Regions from separate parts of the Mus musculus genome. Here all the other regions are linked to region 5. Evidence: chromatin contacts called from public Hi-C, HiChIP or PLAC-seq and Micro-C data. All regions are on one chromosome and are shown on one strand. Each heading gives the region's core, a stretch centred on a gene start, on an enhancer-like site or on the middle of the called end of the contact. The rest is flanking DNA. Distances are from core to core; before and after follow the strand shown.

Evidence for each region. A called contact is a pair of places that touch in the nucleus more often than the background predicts. HiChIP or PLAC-seq counts read pairs in DNA pulled down with a chosen protein or histone mark.
Region 1: a Micro-C map of trophoblast stem cells shows a contact between it and region 5, with 5 times the contacts expected there. The contact joins two enhancer-like sites. A contact is called at or near these places in 5 of 484 Hi-C or Micro-C datasets (embryonic stem cells, stem cell-derived neural progenitor cells and trophoblast stem cells), 2 of 115 datasets of contacts at active chromatin or transcription factors (bone marrow-derived macrophages and neural tube) and 1 of 9 other capture datasets (embryonic stem cells).
Region 2: an H3K4me3 HiChIP or PLAC-seq map of embryonic forebrain shows a contact between it and region 5, with 4 times the contacts expected there. The contact joins two enhancer-like sites. A contact is called at or near these places in 22 of 484 Hi-C or Micro-C datasets (the AML12 cell line, the C2C12 cell line, MC3T3-E1-derived osteoblasts and 12 more), 4 of 115 datasets of contacts at active chromatin or transcription factors (astrocytes, craniofacial prominence, embryonic forebrain and 1 more) and 1 of 9 other capture datasets (embryonic stem cells).
Region 3: a Hi-C map of the N1E-115 cell line shows a contact between it and region 5, with 9 times the contacts expected there. The contact joins two enhancer-like sites. A contact is called at or near these places in 1 of 39 promoter capture datasets (the 3T3-L1 cell line), 17 of 484 Hi-C or Micro-C datasets (the 3T3-L1 cell line, the AML12 cell line, the N1E-115 cell line and 12 more), 1 of 115 datasets of contacts at active chromatin or transcription factors (pancreatic cancer cells) and 2 of 9 other capture datasets (embryonic stem cells and embryonic tail).
Region 4: an HNF4G HiChIP or PLAC-seq map of pancreatic cancer cells shows a contact between it and region 5. The contact joins two enhancer-like sites. A contact is called at or near these places in 1 of 15 datasets of contacts at CTCF or cohesin (large pre-B cells), 20 of 484 Hi-C or Micro-C datasets (the AML12 cell line, B cells, the STO cell line and 12 more), 2 of 115 datasets of contacts at active chromatin or transcription factors (large pre-B cells and pancreatic cancer cells) and 1 of 9 other capture datasets (embryonic stem cells).

Annotation. Positions count from the first base shown.
Region 1 is chr11:112,958,361-112,961,060 of GRCm38.p6, forward strand. No RefSeq gene overlaps it. Among named protein-coding and RNA genes, the nearest start is that of Gm46301, 99 kb to the left of the region's middle. Within about 2 kb of position 1,426, at least 9 of the 459 cell types and tissues checked have an H3K27ac peak or open chromatin away from gene starts, as enhancers often do. A contact at or near this core is called in trophoblast stem cells, where this site is marked.
Region 2 is chr11:112,982,124-112,984,823 of GRCm38.p6, forward strand. No RefSeq gene overlaps it. Among named protein-coding and RNA genes, the nearest start is that of Gm46301, 120 kb to the left of the region's middle. Within about 2 kb of position 1,373, at least 47 of the 459 cell types and tissues checked have an H3K27ac peak or open chromatin away from gene starts, as enhancers often do. A contact at or near this core is called in astrocytes, cerebral cortex and embryonic forebrain, where this site is marked.
Region 3 is chr11:113,014,388-113,017,087 of GRCm38.p6, forward strand. No RefSeq gene overlaps it. Among named protein-coding and RNA genes, the nearest start is that of Gm39467, 120 kb to the right of the region's middle. RefSeq lists an enhancer at 1-574. Within about 2 kb of position 1,439, at least 37 of the 459 cell types and tissues checked have an H3K27ac peak or open chromatin away from gene starts, as enhancers often do. A contact at or near this core is called in the N1E-115 cell line and muscle stem cells, where this site is marked.
Region 4 is chr11:113,031,262-113,033,961 of GRCm38.p6, forward strand. No RefSeq gene overlaps it. Among named protein-coding and RNA genes, the nearest start is that of Gm39467, 100 kb to the right of the region's middle. Within about 2 kb of position 1,435, at least 40 of the 459 cell types and tissues checked have an H3K27ac peak or open chromatin away from gene starts, as enhancers often do. A contact at or near this core is called in the STO cell line and pancreatic cancer cells, where this site is marked.
Region 5 is chr11:113,163,953-113,166,652 of GRCm38.p6, forward strand. All of the region lies in intron 1 of 2610035D17Rik (RIKEN cDNA 2610035D17 gene), which reads right to left. All of the region lies in intron 1 of LOC115487747 (a long non-coding RNA gene), which reads right to left. Among named protein-coding and RNA genes, the nearest start is that of Gm39467, 31 kb to the left of the region's middle. Within about 2 kb of position 1,364, at least 86 of the 459 cell types and tissues checked have an H3K27ac peak or open chromatin away from gene starts, as enhancers often do. A contact at or near this core is called in the N1E-115 cell line, the STO cell line, astrocytes and 5 more, where this site is marked.

The DNA of each region.
Region 1 (2,700 bases), core at 176-2,675, 210 kb before region 5:
CCAGGGCACAGGTAGCACTCCCCACTGTTCTGCCCACCTCCCTGGGCCACTGCGCCAAATGAATGACGTATTCAGGGAAGAGGCTGCCCACTGGTTAGAAAGTTGATTCTCATGGTCCCTTTCTTCAAACACTCACACAGACAGCTTCTGCCAAGCATCTGCTCTGTACCCTGGATGCGAGGCAAGGATCCAGATGAGCGTTAAAGGACAGGTGTGGGGCTGGTAGACCCTAAGATGCTCTGTCAGACCAGTGATTGAGGAAATATTCCCTAAAACATTTCATCAAACCCCTCACCAGCAGTCAACCACATAGCCTCCAGGGAAAGAACACTCCGGAAGGTAAAAAGGGAAAATGCAGAGGGTCGAGGCAGACACCCAGTCAGGGAACACACAGACGGTGACTGTAGATGAGGTAGGAGGTGAGTATCCATCACATGGGTAAGACAAGATGTGTTTGTGTGTATAAGGTGTATGTGTAGTGGGGGCAGGGTGTGTTCAGAGAACAACCTCAGGTGCCAACCACCTTGGACTCTGAGACAAGGTCTCTCACTGGCCTGGAACTGGGATTCACCAAATAGGCTAGAGGGGCTGGCCAGATCATCCAGCTATCCTACCTTCTCTGCTTCCTTAGTGTTGAGGACACGAGTCCTTATTGCCAACCTGGCTTTTTATGTGCCTTCTGGAGATCAAGCTCAGACCCTCAATCACATAAGGCAAGTGTGTCAGCAGTTGAACTTGCCCCTCACCTCCGCCATCCCCGGGCCCTTAAACGTGATTCTTTTTCTTGCCTCGGCAACCACCGTGATGCCAGCTGCATCATGTGACCAGCCAAGGAGGTCATCTCCCCAGAGCTGAGGCAAGCCCAGTGTCCGGCCCTTGAGACTCCAGAACTGTGCACTCTATAAATCTCTTTGGCTCGGATGCACCTAGCTTCCCACTGTTTTGTTATAGTGAATATAGGAATACCCAAAAGGAACCACATTGGCTGGCCAGGACAGTGGCCTTACTGATCTAAGAGGAGAACCTCCCAGGCAGCCATGGGCTTCTGGGAATCTAGCAGAAACAGTAAGCTGACCCCAGGAGCTTCCTTCTAGTGGCTCCTCAATGATTTGTTTTTATGTTTTTCACTAGCATTTAACCAAGTGTTTTCATTATGACACTTCCATATGTGCGCATAACATACTTTGCTCATGGCTCCTTCTCTATCACTCTCTCTTCTTGCTCACTTTCTCTTCTTTTATCTGCCCCTTAGCCACCGAGCAAAGAAAGGGGCTAGGGAACCCAAAAGGCAGGCTGAGGTACCCTCCCCTCCCATCATCCTCTCTTTCCTTACCTCTGGTTTATTTGCATGTGATAGCCACAGCCACAGGAAGCAATGTCTCCATTTGCAACAGAACAGAAACCTTCAAAAGCATTCAGCAGGAAACACAGCGGGTTCCAGGCAAAGTGTGGGAGCAGAAAGGGAGCCTGGAAGCCATCTATGCAAATGTGATCCTCCACAGGGCTGCAGAACAGCACCCAAAGCGAAAAACTATTTGCCTGTGGCCTGGGAGGCCCGCATTCCTTCAAAAGTAAGAGGCTGTGAAGATCCTAGGAGCCAGAAGAGGGGCGGGATGCCCTCCTTAAGATAGAATCTTCTTGACAGAACCGGGAAGCTGCATCCAGGAAACTTCATCAGTATGTTTGCCTACATAAGCCCTGCATAATGCCAATAAATAAATAAATAAACAAACAAACAAACAAACAAACTTGACATATCATGCCGATGTAAGTGGGGACATTTCCCTAGGAACTAACCCTGGATGAGAAACTACAGGCAACCAGTGGCTGCTCAGAGAGAGAATCTGTTTTCTTCTTCTGGTGCACTGCCCTTAGGGACTCAGCGCTAGCAGCCATGACATCACCCACTGCGCCAAATGGAACACATTTCTAATGTCACTAAGTTCTGTATTTTCCCTACACAACATATGCACCCTTTAAAAGCCACCTCCCACCGCTGACCCCCTGCCCTCAGGGCCCTCTCTCTATCTCCAAGTCTTTCATTCCTCCCACCTCCCTCATCTCTGTTGCTCTCTCCCTCTGTCTGTTCCTCTCTGTCTCTCTCATGTCCTGACTCTGAAAAGACCCCACCTTTACTGACAATCAATCTCCCTTGTGAGATCTGTTGCATGGTGTGGCCTTTGTGACATACCTTGGGCCTGACCTGCCAAGGTACTCCTGCTGGTAAATCTGAACAGAACACGCCCACTCTTAGGTTATCCGATCCTGAGTGGTCAGTCCCAAAGACTGTGTGTGTAACACACACACATACACACACCCCATTCAATACCAGCTGAAGAGGAGGTCTTGAATGTGGGAGGGAACAGAGAGATGGACATGGGAGGGTATTAGAAGGGGAAAGAAGAAGGTGGGGGAAGCGATTTAAATATACTATCCATATGTGGATATATATATATATATATATATATATATATATAAAACATTTCTTAAGTGGAAAATGAGTCCATACCCAACACACACACCCCAACCCAAGCCTCTTGCCACAGCCCAGTGCTCCCGGGAGAGAGGCTCACTGAGTGAAGTGTGTTTTCAGGGTAGTAAGCAAGGATAGGAGCAGGGCTGTACATGCCCTGGGTGGGCAGTGCCCTGAAGCCTCTCAGCCTGGTGGATAGGGGATGGGTTGGCTGAAGGGCAAAGATT
Region 2 (2,700 bases), core at 123-2,622, 180 kb before region 5:
CCACAGTTTCTGGAGCCACAGGGGGTGATCCTTATCTGGCTCAGTGTCCGAATAGATTTCTTGTGGCCTGGGACCAGCTGGTTGCAGGACACAGCTGTGTAGATATCCACATTCAGCAGGGGACAGGGGAGTTGGCCTCTTGTCCAGAGAGCCTCAACGACCCCCCTCCCAACACACCTCCCAGAATCTGGCACTCCACAGCCCTTCTAATGAGCTGTCTCAGGGAGGGGGTGGCCACTTTCCACAATATTTTGGCCACTGCTTGTCCGTCTTTAGAATTCTGTCTTCAGTTTTCCATGTACGGAGTGCCGTCTGCCGTGACCTCTCTCTCGCTGCCATCTCTGACGGCTTCTCATGCGTGAAACATATGTTTGTTCATTATTTTGTTGTCCACAGCCTTCCCTCAAAAACCGTCCTGCCCGGGGCTCCCTCCCCAGACCCTTTACCCCCATGTCACACATATAATGAATGACCATCCCTTCAGACAACAAGGTTGAAAACTTGTGGTCTCCAAGGCAACAGGGCATCCTGTGGTGGGGGTCCCTTATCCAGCCAGTAAAGAGCTAGGAATAGAGAAGTGGGGGAGGTCCATGCAGAGATGATATCATTCCTAGAGCCTGGAAGCAGCCAATCCTCTGACAAAGACATGATGTCATCTCCCCCCAGGCCCACCCCCTTGTGCCTAGGTAGCCCCACTGGGAATTCTAGACAAGTATTGAACTGAAATTGTATTGCTGAGAGAGAAAAGGGGTGGGGGTGGCAGTGGAGAGAGAGAGAAAAAAATCTATGGACTTTCTGGATGGCCCAGGCAGACACGACAGTCTTCACTAACGGCAGCCCCATAAAAATGTCATCAGCTCAGGCTCTCCTGCATTACAACACAATGATTTCTTTGGGGAGAAGGAAAAAAATTAGCGAAGATTTATTTTGCAACCACACCCCCGCCTCTCTTGGAAGAGAAATACGAACCCACAACAAGTTGTGAATGAAGAATGTGCAGGTCACACACACACACACACACACACACACACACAGAGGCAGAGGACATTTCTGGATGGAACGGGCAGACGTGGACACACTCATGGACACATTCACTCACACCCAACTAAGCAGCTCTGGGCCCCCTCTCAGTTGCCACAAAGATGGAGAATAGCTGTAGGTCACCAGGGTAGGAGCCTGGTCTGAGGCAAAGCTGACTGGCCTAGTAGAGTGAGCCACTTGGGGAACGGGGAGTGGGGGAAGAGAGGGGAGTCTGTCCCCAAAACAATGACAGCATCTAGGGCTTGGTGCCAGGCTCCCAGGAGAAGCAAAAAAGCCTGGCTTTGGGGAGGGGTGTAAGCTCATTAGAGAGCCTACTGAAGTGTTGCCACCAGGCAAGGACAGGGGAGGGTGTGTGGCCTTCCGCTGCCAGCTTTCTCTGCTGACACTCAGAAGCAGGGCTGCCTAGAAACTGGCACACCAAAGCCTCTCCTCCAAGTGCTACAAATGTTCCCAGGAGTCTAGGACATGGGCTAATATGTCCAGTGGCTGTGACCAGGCCAGAGTTGTTCCTGCCTTGAACCACGCAGAAGAATCTAGTTCTTCCAACAGGGTCTTTCTGGCTCTCTGTGCCTTTGAAGAAACAAAGAAGCGAAGATTTCCATATCCCCCATGCCCACTCATGTTTTATAGATGTGGACACCAATTCCCAGAGAAGGGTCCAGCCCAAGAAGTAATAGTCAGTAAAGCTAAGGCTAGACCCAAGGCTGTCTCCATCCTCCTCTTCATTACCCAGGAGGACCCCAGGACACAGTATTAGCAACTAGCACCCGGGGGTGATAGGAGTTATCCATCTCCACTGACCAACCATCTTTGTGCTAAAAGACCACAATGTTAGAATGTGTTGATAAGCATGTCTATCTTCCATGTTCCTATAAATGACCAAGACAGGAGACTCACTGTAGACGTGGCTATGCACACACACACACACACACACACACACACACACACACACACACACGCACACACGCACACACGCATGTGCATGAACCACATATACCAAACACACACATATACACTGAATTATAGTCACAAACATCACTTGTCAATGGAAGGGGTAGAGGTCACAGAGAAGAGTTCAGTTACACAGACAATCAATAACCCCAACAAGTACGACACAAAGAAACAAATTTGTGCTTGTGCTTTGTTTCTTTGAGACCAGGTCTTACTATGCAGCCCAGGTTGGCCTCCAACCTGGGATCCTCCTGCCTCAGAACACTGAGATGAAGTTGGGATCCTGGTCCTAGACAAGGAAGGAAGCCAGAAGAGGTAGGATTTGACCACTTTACCAACCGGACGGCATTCCATTCAGTATAAAGCAGAATCCAGGCAATGGGTTGACATGGCAGGTGAGGCCGAATACCCCGTGCATTTTCTGTGATGCTGTTTTCAAGCTACATTTCATTTGGAAAAGTACATGACAAAGCAATGGCTTGGAGATGCTCCTTATTAACAGCCCATAGTGTTTACCGGTGTGAATGAGCAGTGTGGTCTGCACCCCTTAGGGACAAGTTACACGCCACATGGTCCTTTACCCCTCGTATTAGTTACTTTTAAATGCAGTGCCCAAACTCCCTATAAAAAGTCATTTAAGATATGTGTTTCTTCTGACTAACCACTCAAGGGGCTGATGCTATAACGGTGGAGATGGCAAAGCAGCAG
Region 3 (2,700 bases), core at 189-2,688, 150 kb before region 5:
TTAGGCTAATTGACAGCAGATGGAATCGGCTGCAACATTTGGAGAAGCTTTGGCTGATGATGATTTACAACAATGAAGCGAAACTCCCCCTCTCCCCCTCCCCCTTTATATTTTTCTTCAAGCTCCGTGGCCAGAACAACTCGGCAGAAATGAGAGGAGGGGGGAAAAAAGTAATTAGTGTTTAATTTTTTAACAATTTTTAACTCCCTTTTTAATTGCTTTACATAAACCTGTCCTAGAATTTTACAGCCTTCAAATCTCTGTCTAAGTCTGGTCCCTTTCTGGTTTTAATTACACGGAGGCTTGTCTGGCACATTAAATTAGAAGGAAAAAAAATGCACACACAATTTCAGAAATATGTTGCTGCTGGACTCCCAACTGAACATCTAATATTTCAGTGTGAGAAGGGGAAGCGTGGCCTGGGAGAGCCAGGGAAGGAACAGATGGGGACCAAGGGACTCTGCAACACTGGTACGCCAACCGAAACCTGTCTGCTGGAATCCCTGGGAAGGAATGAGCTGTCTGGGGCAGCACCTGATGGCTTCTGGTGGCCCTGTGAACTCAGTGGAACTCACTTCCCCAAGACTGTGTGAATTCTTTCAGGCCTTGGGCAGATTTTAGGCTCTCTCTCTCTCTCTCTCTCTCTCTCTCTCTCTCTCTGTGTGTGTGTGTGTGTGTGTGTGTGTGTGTGTGTACACGTAGAGGTGCTCACGTGTGTACAGGAAGCTGTACATATGCTCGTTGCATGCATGTGGAAGTCAACCTTAGCTGACATTCATTCCTCAGGCACTACCCACCTACAGGGTTTTTTATTTTGATTTTTTTTGGGGGGAGGGGGGTTGTTGTTGGGGTTTTTGTTTGTTTTTTTGTTTTGGTTTTGGTTTTTTTTTTTTTTGTTTTGTTTTGGTTTTGAGGCAGCAGTCTCTCATTGAAACAAGTAGGCTAGGCTACCTCACCAGGAGCCCACAGGGATCTTCGTGTCTCCACCTTCCCAATGCTGGGATCACAAGTGTGTGCCACCTTGCCTGGACAAGCTCCCCACACCTTCCTATTTCTGGTGAGGGTTCCTGCGTTGGCCCTTGGGCCCTCTGATGAAGCTATCTCCCCTAGACATAGGCAAACTGCTTGAGTCTCTGCTTGCTTCTCAGCAGTCCATTGAAGGACAGCAGCCAGAGAGATAGAACGTGCATAGACCAGGAAGATGGGTTTCCTGAGTGCAGGTCTCCCGGGACGAGAGTCTCCAGGAAGCAGATCCAAGGCTGTCTGCACTCAGGTTTGCATTGTCTTCCCAGTGAGAGGCCATGTAAAGTCCAGAGCCTGCACCTCACAATGGAGCATTCTGTTACCCAGTATGGTGGCTGCCAAGGTAATGCAGCTATTAAAATTTTTACAAACGTCAAATACCATTGAAAGTTCCCTTTTTGGTTGCCCTAACCACATTTCAACTCACTCGTAAGGCTGGCAAAGTGAGCCCTCATGGGGGAAGGGCTCTGTAACACACTGGGTAGCACAGACTGGGGCATTTCCATCTCCCAGGCAAGCTCCTTCAGAAGAGGACAGGGCTACTCCTAACTGCTCCACTGCTCCGTGGTTAGTGGAGAGGCTGCTGGCATCGGAGCCAGTTAGAAAAGCAAGCACAAGCAAACCGGAACTTGCAGGGGGTTGGGGGGGGGGGCGGGGAATGAGTAAGTGAGGATTCCAGGGTGCTTGCAAGGCTGTGGCCTGCTGGCTGCTCAAGGGGCACATCTGAGTCTCCTGAAGTGGCCTGCGAGAGGGTGTGAACTCTGGGGTTATGTGGGACTCTGGACACTTTCTTTTTTCCTTCCCTTCCTTCCTATGCATGCGCATGTGCTTGTGTGTGTGTGCACGCGCACGTGTGCACATGCGTGTGCCTTCTATCTATCCATCCATCCACGTGCTTCTTGATGCCTGTGTGAGTGGTACCATTGGGCATGCCTCATGATGAACACGTGGAGGTCAGAGAGGCAGGGTCTCTTGTTCACTGGCTCAGGAGTTTCCTGTCTCTACCTCACCATAGTAGCCCAGGGATTACCAATGCTCTCCCTACATCGATTCCCACAGTTGTGAGGCAAGAGCTTTATCCACCAAGCTATATTTTTGTTTAAGTGATAGCTCTGGACCTCCACAGTTACATTTATTTCTTTAAACTTCTTAGGACCCTGATTTTATTAATAAATAGCACTGTCAAATACTGTCTTGCCAGAAAGACTTCCTTGGAGCTGCGTTTAGTGTAGGGAGTCCTGTCTGTCTCAGGAATGCTGGGAGGAGGGCGAGCTACAGTGGGGGGGGGGGGCAGGGAGGGGGGGGACAACCCTGAGGCATTGAGTAGCGTGACTGCCTGGGGCCAGAGCAGGCAGTGGTGCGTGGATTCCCTTCAAGATGAGAGAGAAGATGCGGTTGGGAGCCACATGCCATCAACTGACCTCAGAGCATGAACCTCACAGAGCCTAACCCTTCAGGCCCCTCAGGCCTCTGCTTGTCTTCATTAGCACTGAGGCCACACACCCCATGGGCAAGACCCTGCTCCAGCCTGCCCAGGGTTTCTCCAGGACTCGTGCTGGGGGGCAGAGCCCTGCCTGGCGCCTCTGGGCAAGCAGCTTTGGGGATGGAGCCAGGCCAACACTGGCTCCCCACACTCGGTCATTACCTATTGAGAACCCAGGAGTCATTACAATTAAA
Region 4 (2,700 bases), core at 185-2,684, 130 kb before region 5:
AGCTGTTGGCAGGAGGTGAAATGGATGGTGAAAGGAGGAGGCAGGGGAAAAGCCAGGAGGTTAGCAGACTGGTCCTTCCCACTTTTACACACACACACACACACACACACACACACACACACACTTTAATTCAGAAAGCTCAGCACAATCAGCTTCCCTGGCCTTGGCTTTCATCCTCAAAGCTGCTTTCCACAAAAAAAAAGAGAAAAAAAAGAAGATTCTAAATAGAGCGGAACTGAGCATGGGGCTGAAGCCGATGAAGTCTCCCCCTCCTCGGAGAGCTCAGCTCCCCACACAGTGGCTGTTCTACCCCCAGCACCTCTTGCTTAAAGCATTCTTGACCCAGGAGCACCGGACCCTGACCGGCAGGCACAAAGCTGCCACCAGTGGAGTTTGCTTCGGCAGCATTTTTGCTTGGGCGCCAGCTCCTCCCTCCCCGGACTCCAGGGCCTGTGTCTGTCCTGGAAGACAACATGGGGAGCTTCTTACCAACAAGGAATAGGAGCCTGAAACCTCACAACTGACTGCTGAGTGATGCTCAGAGGCTCAGTGAGCTCACCAGAACCTCCATGCTCCCAAGATGGAAGTCTTAGAGCAGAGACCACCATGTCTAAGAGCAGACCACAGCCCACTTCTGTGCTAGGTTGTTGGAGGATAATTTCTATAATGTCAGAGCCTTCCATTGTTCCCAGCTGCGCCTGTGTGTGCATCAGGGTGGTTTCTTAGCATTTCATGCTTGGTTCTGGAAGAATCTAGCCCCAGTACAGTCCCAAGGAGCACAGAACCCATAGTATTGTATGGATCTAGGCATAGCACACCCATGGTTTTTTGTACTTTACTCATTTGAGGTTTGTTCTGCCTTTGAGACAGGGTCTCATGTAGCCCTGGGTAGCCTAGAACCTTCTTTGTAGCCAAGAATGACCTTGACCTTCTGACCATCCTGCCTCCACCTACCAAGGCTAAGGATTGCAGTATATGCCACCACACCCGGTTGTATACAATGCCAAGACTCAAACACAGGTTTTTGTCCATGCTGGGCAGGCAAACACTCTGCAAGCAAACTGCTTTAGTCTCCACAAACGTCACTAAAATGCCAGCCAGGGTTTGTTAGGAGGTATTCAGACCCTCTACAATGCAAAGGTCATGATGTAACCAACTCATAACCCAGGTGCCAAGCCTGGGTTAAGGCAACAGACTTCTTTTCATAGTTTCAGAGAGTTCAGATAATGGTTACTCGCCCCCCACCCCCATGTGTGGCAGCCAGAGCACAGGGTAGAGATTACCTGTAGAATCTTTAGAAGTAGTCTGTGGGGGTGTCAGACTGGAGGATGGGAAGTGACCCAGCTCATCTGGAAGTTGTGACAAGATAGCCACCCCCACCCTCCACCCAAGCCACTTCCTGGTATCTCCACTGAGTAAACTCTTAGGCCAAACAGATCCCATGACTTGCCAATGAGTCAGGGCCACCCTGCTCTTCACAGCCTCTCAGAGTTCAGCCCCGAAAAGGCAGGGGCCGAAATTAACTTTGAAGAGAATGTGAGAATTACTAACACTTATCACTGGCATCGTGGGCATCCCTCCCTCCTTCTCCATGCCAAAATGAAAGAAAAACAGGGCTGCAGAGAATCCAAGCATTGGGTGGACAGAATACTACAAAATGTGCGGATAGGGGTCCTGGGCTACGCCACACATTTAAAGATAAGTAGACCACTTTCTCCTTTGTGGTTTGGGTTTGTGTCCTCTGGTCACGTGGGTTTCTGGTCCATTCTTTCTCTCTCAGATCTGGTTCAGACCAAGAAAAGATGGAAATGCAGAGAGAAGGAATGCTCTCCCCTCTGGTTGAACTGTTTTACAATAAGCTACCTGCTGGGGTCAGGAAATGTGAGATCTGGGGAATTTCAGCTCCCACAAAAACTCACACAGGGAAGACAGGCTGCAGTGCTCTCGGAGAAGAGATGCTCAACCCCACACAGCCCTTAGTGTCCGCTCCAGTTTTCCTTGGAAAACACATCTCTCTCCTGTTTCACCTCCTTCCTCCCTTGGTTCTCACTCAACCTGTGCTCAGAGCCCTCCCAGAGAGACAGCTTCTAGCCAGCACCAAAGATCTACCATACTGCCGCCGCCACTCACTACCAAGGTGCCTGGATGATGGGGCGAAAGTAGGGTGGGAAAAAGCCAAGGCAGAGTTGTTCCCTAGGCGCCCATAGAAAAACCTGCTTTCTTTGTAATTAGGTGTGTGATGCTCAGATCGAGAGAGGGGTGGCCAAAATCCAAATAAACCGTGAGCAGCAGAAACAGGCAGCCCTGCCCTGGGGATGAGAAGGGCGAAGGATGAAAGTTTATACAAACATGGAAAAATGGTCAGTATCAGAAGACAGAAAAGCCTGTGCTCCTGCACTGGGAGGACACTTGGTTTATGACAAAACTCCTTATTTTTTGAATGCTTTCCTGGCCCCATGTCCTATAAACAAACCAGCTTTTCCATTCTCTCACGGTGCCACGAAGGCTGAAGATTGAGCTGGCCACTGAAGGAAGTGTCACAGTTCCAAAAGCCCACATCCAGCCCACTGGGTCTGTGATGGGGTCTCGGTGTTGAAGTATGTGGAGGCAGGGAGTTAAAACTGGGGTGTGGACATAGGAGAAAGCCTGGAAGGTCTCTGCCTGCTTGCTACCCCCAGAGGGAAACGCCATGGAAAAGAG
Region 5 (2,700 bases), core at 114-2,613:
CAGGGGGCCCTCTGGCCCAGGGGAAGCTGGGAGTTAGCCTGCTTGGCTAGGACAGCTTCTCCAGGTTCCTCCTTTCCCACTGCCCTCCCCAGCTGGGGTGGGGTCACAACCTCCCTTAGCCCTGCCTGCCTCTGGACAAGTCTAGCTCAGGCCCCACACTGTGCCTGGCCCTAGGGGCAGGCAGATCTAGGAGGAGCAGCCCAGCCCCCAGCCCCCACCCCCACCCCCACCAGCCGGCTGCATTTGTTCCAGGGGGGCAAGGGTCTGGTGCAGTGACCCCTGGGACTCGCCTCTCAGTCACTGGCCCAGGCAGCTGGGAAAGGCTCTGACCTCCACAGAGACAGAGGGCTTCTGGGAGAGGAGCCCCAGAAGAGAGGCCTGAACTCAGAACCTACTCTGTTTTCCTGAGAACAGTCCTGGTCTTAAATGGAGCTACAAAAAGGAAAGCACTTCCAATCAGGAGCTTAGCTCTTCATTTGGCTTTCCCTGTAAGAGACAATCTTATCACCTTCTTCCAAACGCCCCCCGCCCCCCTCCCCCCCCCCCAAACCATAGCTTCAGTGAGACCCGGGTGACCCAAACCCCTGCCTCTGCGTACAGAAACCCCAAAGAAGGACGTGCTTTTAAAACAACATCTACAAACAAGCTTGTGAGGAAACCCCTTGGCTCCGCAGTGAGTGGGTGTGCACTGAAAACGGAATGAATGAAGTGACCCTGCTCAGGGGTGGAAGGGGTACACATTTGTGCAACCAGAATAGACCTCGGAGAGAACTATTTCTAAGGCAAACTCACGGAGGCTCTTTGTTTTCGGTCGCCCCTTGAAGGGTTTGACACAGAATGACTGCAAAGCTCATCTAGGAAAGAGTTTCCAATCTCTCCTCCTTCCTCCTCTTCTTCCCCCGCCCCCCCCTTCTCCTCCTTCTCCTCCTCCTCTTCCTCTTCTTCCTCCTCTTCCTACCCTTCTTCCATTCTGTGTTTAGCTAGCTTTCTCTCCTAAGTACAAACTCTAGACAAGAGTTCAGACTAGCTATCACTTCTGCCCCAAAGACAGTGATCACCACCAGGTCAGGATGCAGATGGCTCTAAACCGTTCTTTAGCACACTAGGGCGTCTGACCCGCTGCTGGGGAAGCTGCAGGAACACACAGCACAGAACACAATACCAACACCCCAAACTTCCTTCGCTGCAGGAGAAACTAGCTCTGAGCTCTGCATTTGTGCTCAAGCAGAACGGGCAGGCGTCAGGCGCTGCGCCCCACCAGCAGCCAGGGCACAGTCGGGCGCCTGGATGACCACTGCAGCTCAGCCAGGGGCCCGGAGGAGAAAGCAGGCACACGGTGGAGCCACAGCGCCATCAAGTGGTCAGTTTGCGAATGGTCGCGAGACGCATGCCCTGAGCTCAGGGACAATGTCCAGGGTTCCCAGTGTCAACTGTCCCTGGAGAAAACAGGGCTGCCAAGCCTTCATTCCAGGACGTGGGGCAGGAGCCTACAGCCGGACACCATCTGTCAAGGCATGCGACACCCTCCAGGGCTGACCTGGAATCTGCCCTGGAGGATGTTCGGAGACCCTGTTCCAACTCTGAGAGAGGTCATAACCCAGGCACCGCCCTCTCCTCTAGCAATGTGCTCAGAGCCTACAGGTTTCTCAAGAGCTATGGGGCAGAGAGGGCACCACCTGAGTAGCAGGCCTATCAGCCTGCCTGAATTATGCAGGGATGGGGCAACAGAGAGACAGCAAGGCAGCTGCGAGTCCAGGCTGTGGGAAGGAATGGAGCCTCCGAGTGGGAGTTGCCGCCTGCAGCCCTGACAGGCCATGGCTTTAACACTCCCTTCTGGAACTCAGCATTTAATTCCAAGTGCCTCCTGGGACAGATCTGGTCCTTGGAGTCAAATTACAGTCCAAGAAGGACTCAAAACACAAAAATAAAAACACATACTTTGCAAATAGAGGAGTGTTCCAGACCAGTGTATATCTGAAGACCTAATTATATTATTTTCCTGCACATTTATAACTATGATAGAATTTAGTATGAAAAGCAAATTAAGAGATTATCAATAACTATTAAACAACCAGAATAATTATAACAATACACTGGGGGGGGGGTGTTAAAAAAATCACTCAATATTTACAAATTCTTTATTTCTGAAATTTTCTACTTAATATATTCTGATACCGTTTCCAGCAGAAAATAGAGTTGCAGACATGAGAGGGGGCAGTGCTGTGTAAAGGCGGACAGAACAGTGGGGCGCCCTCTGTCCTAGTGCTGGCTCTGCACATGCAATCTCTGTCCTAGTGCTGGCTCCACTGCACACAGGACCTTGTTCAGCTTTCACCACAACCTTAGGAGATGGGTTCTTTTTATGATCTTTTTCTATAGGAAAGGCAGAACCCAGAAATGAAACACCCTACCCCTAGCTGCCCATTGGAGAGGGACAAAGCCAGGCCTGGATTCCAACACTGGCTTCCTGCCTCCAGACGCCATCCTCCCTCCCTCCCTCCCTCCCTCCCTCCCTCCCTCCTTTCTCTCCCTCCAGGGGGAACAAGGTTTTATCAGACAGAGATGTGCACATTTTTCAAGAGGGAGGGGCATCTTTGCAGACAGAGCTGGCTAGAAATGCCTAGCTAGGTTTGGGCATGAGAGATTGTGCAGGTGAGGGGCTGAGGCCTTCAGGGTGGACCCTGCCCTTTCTAGCTTCAC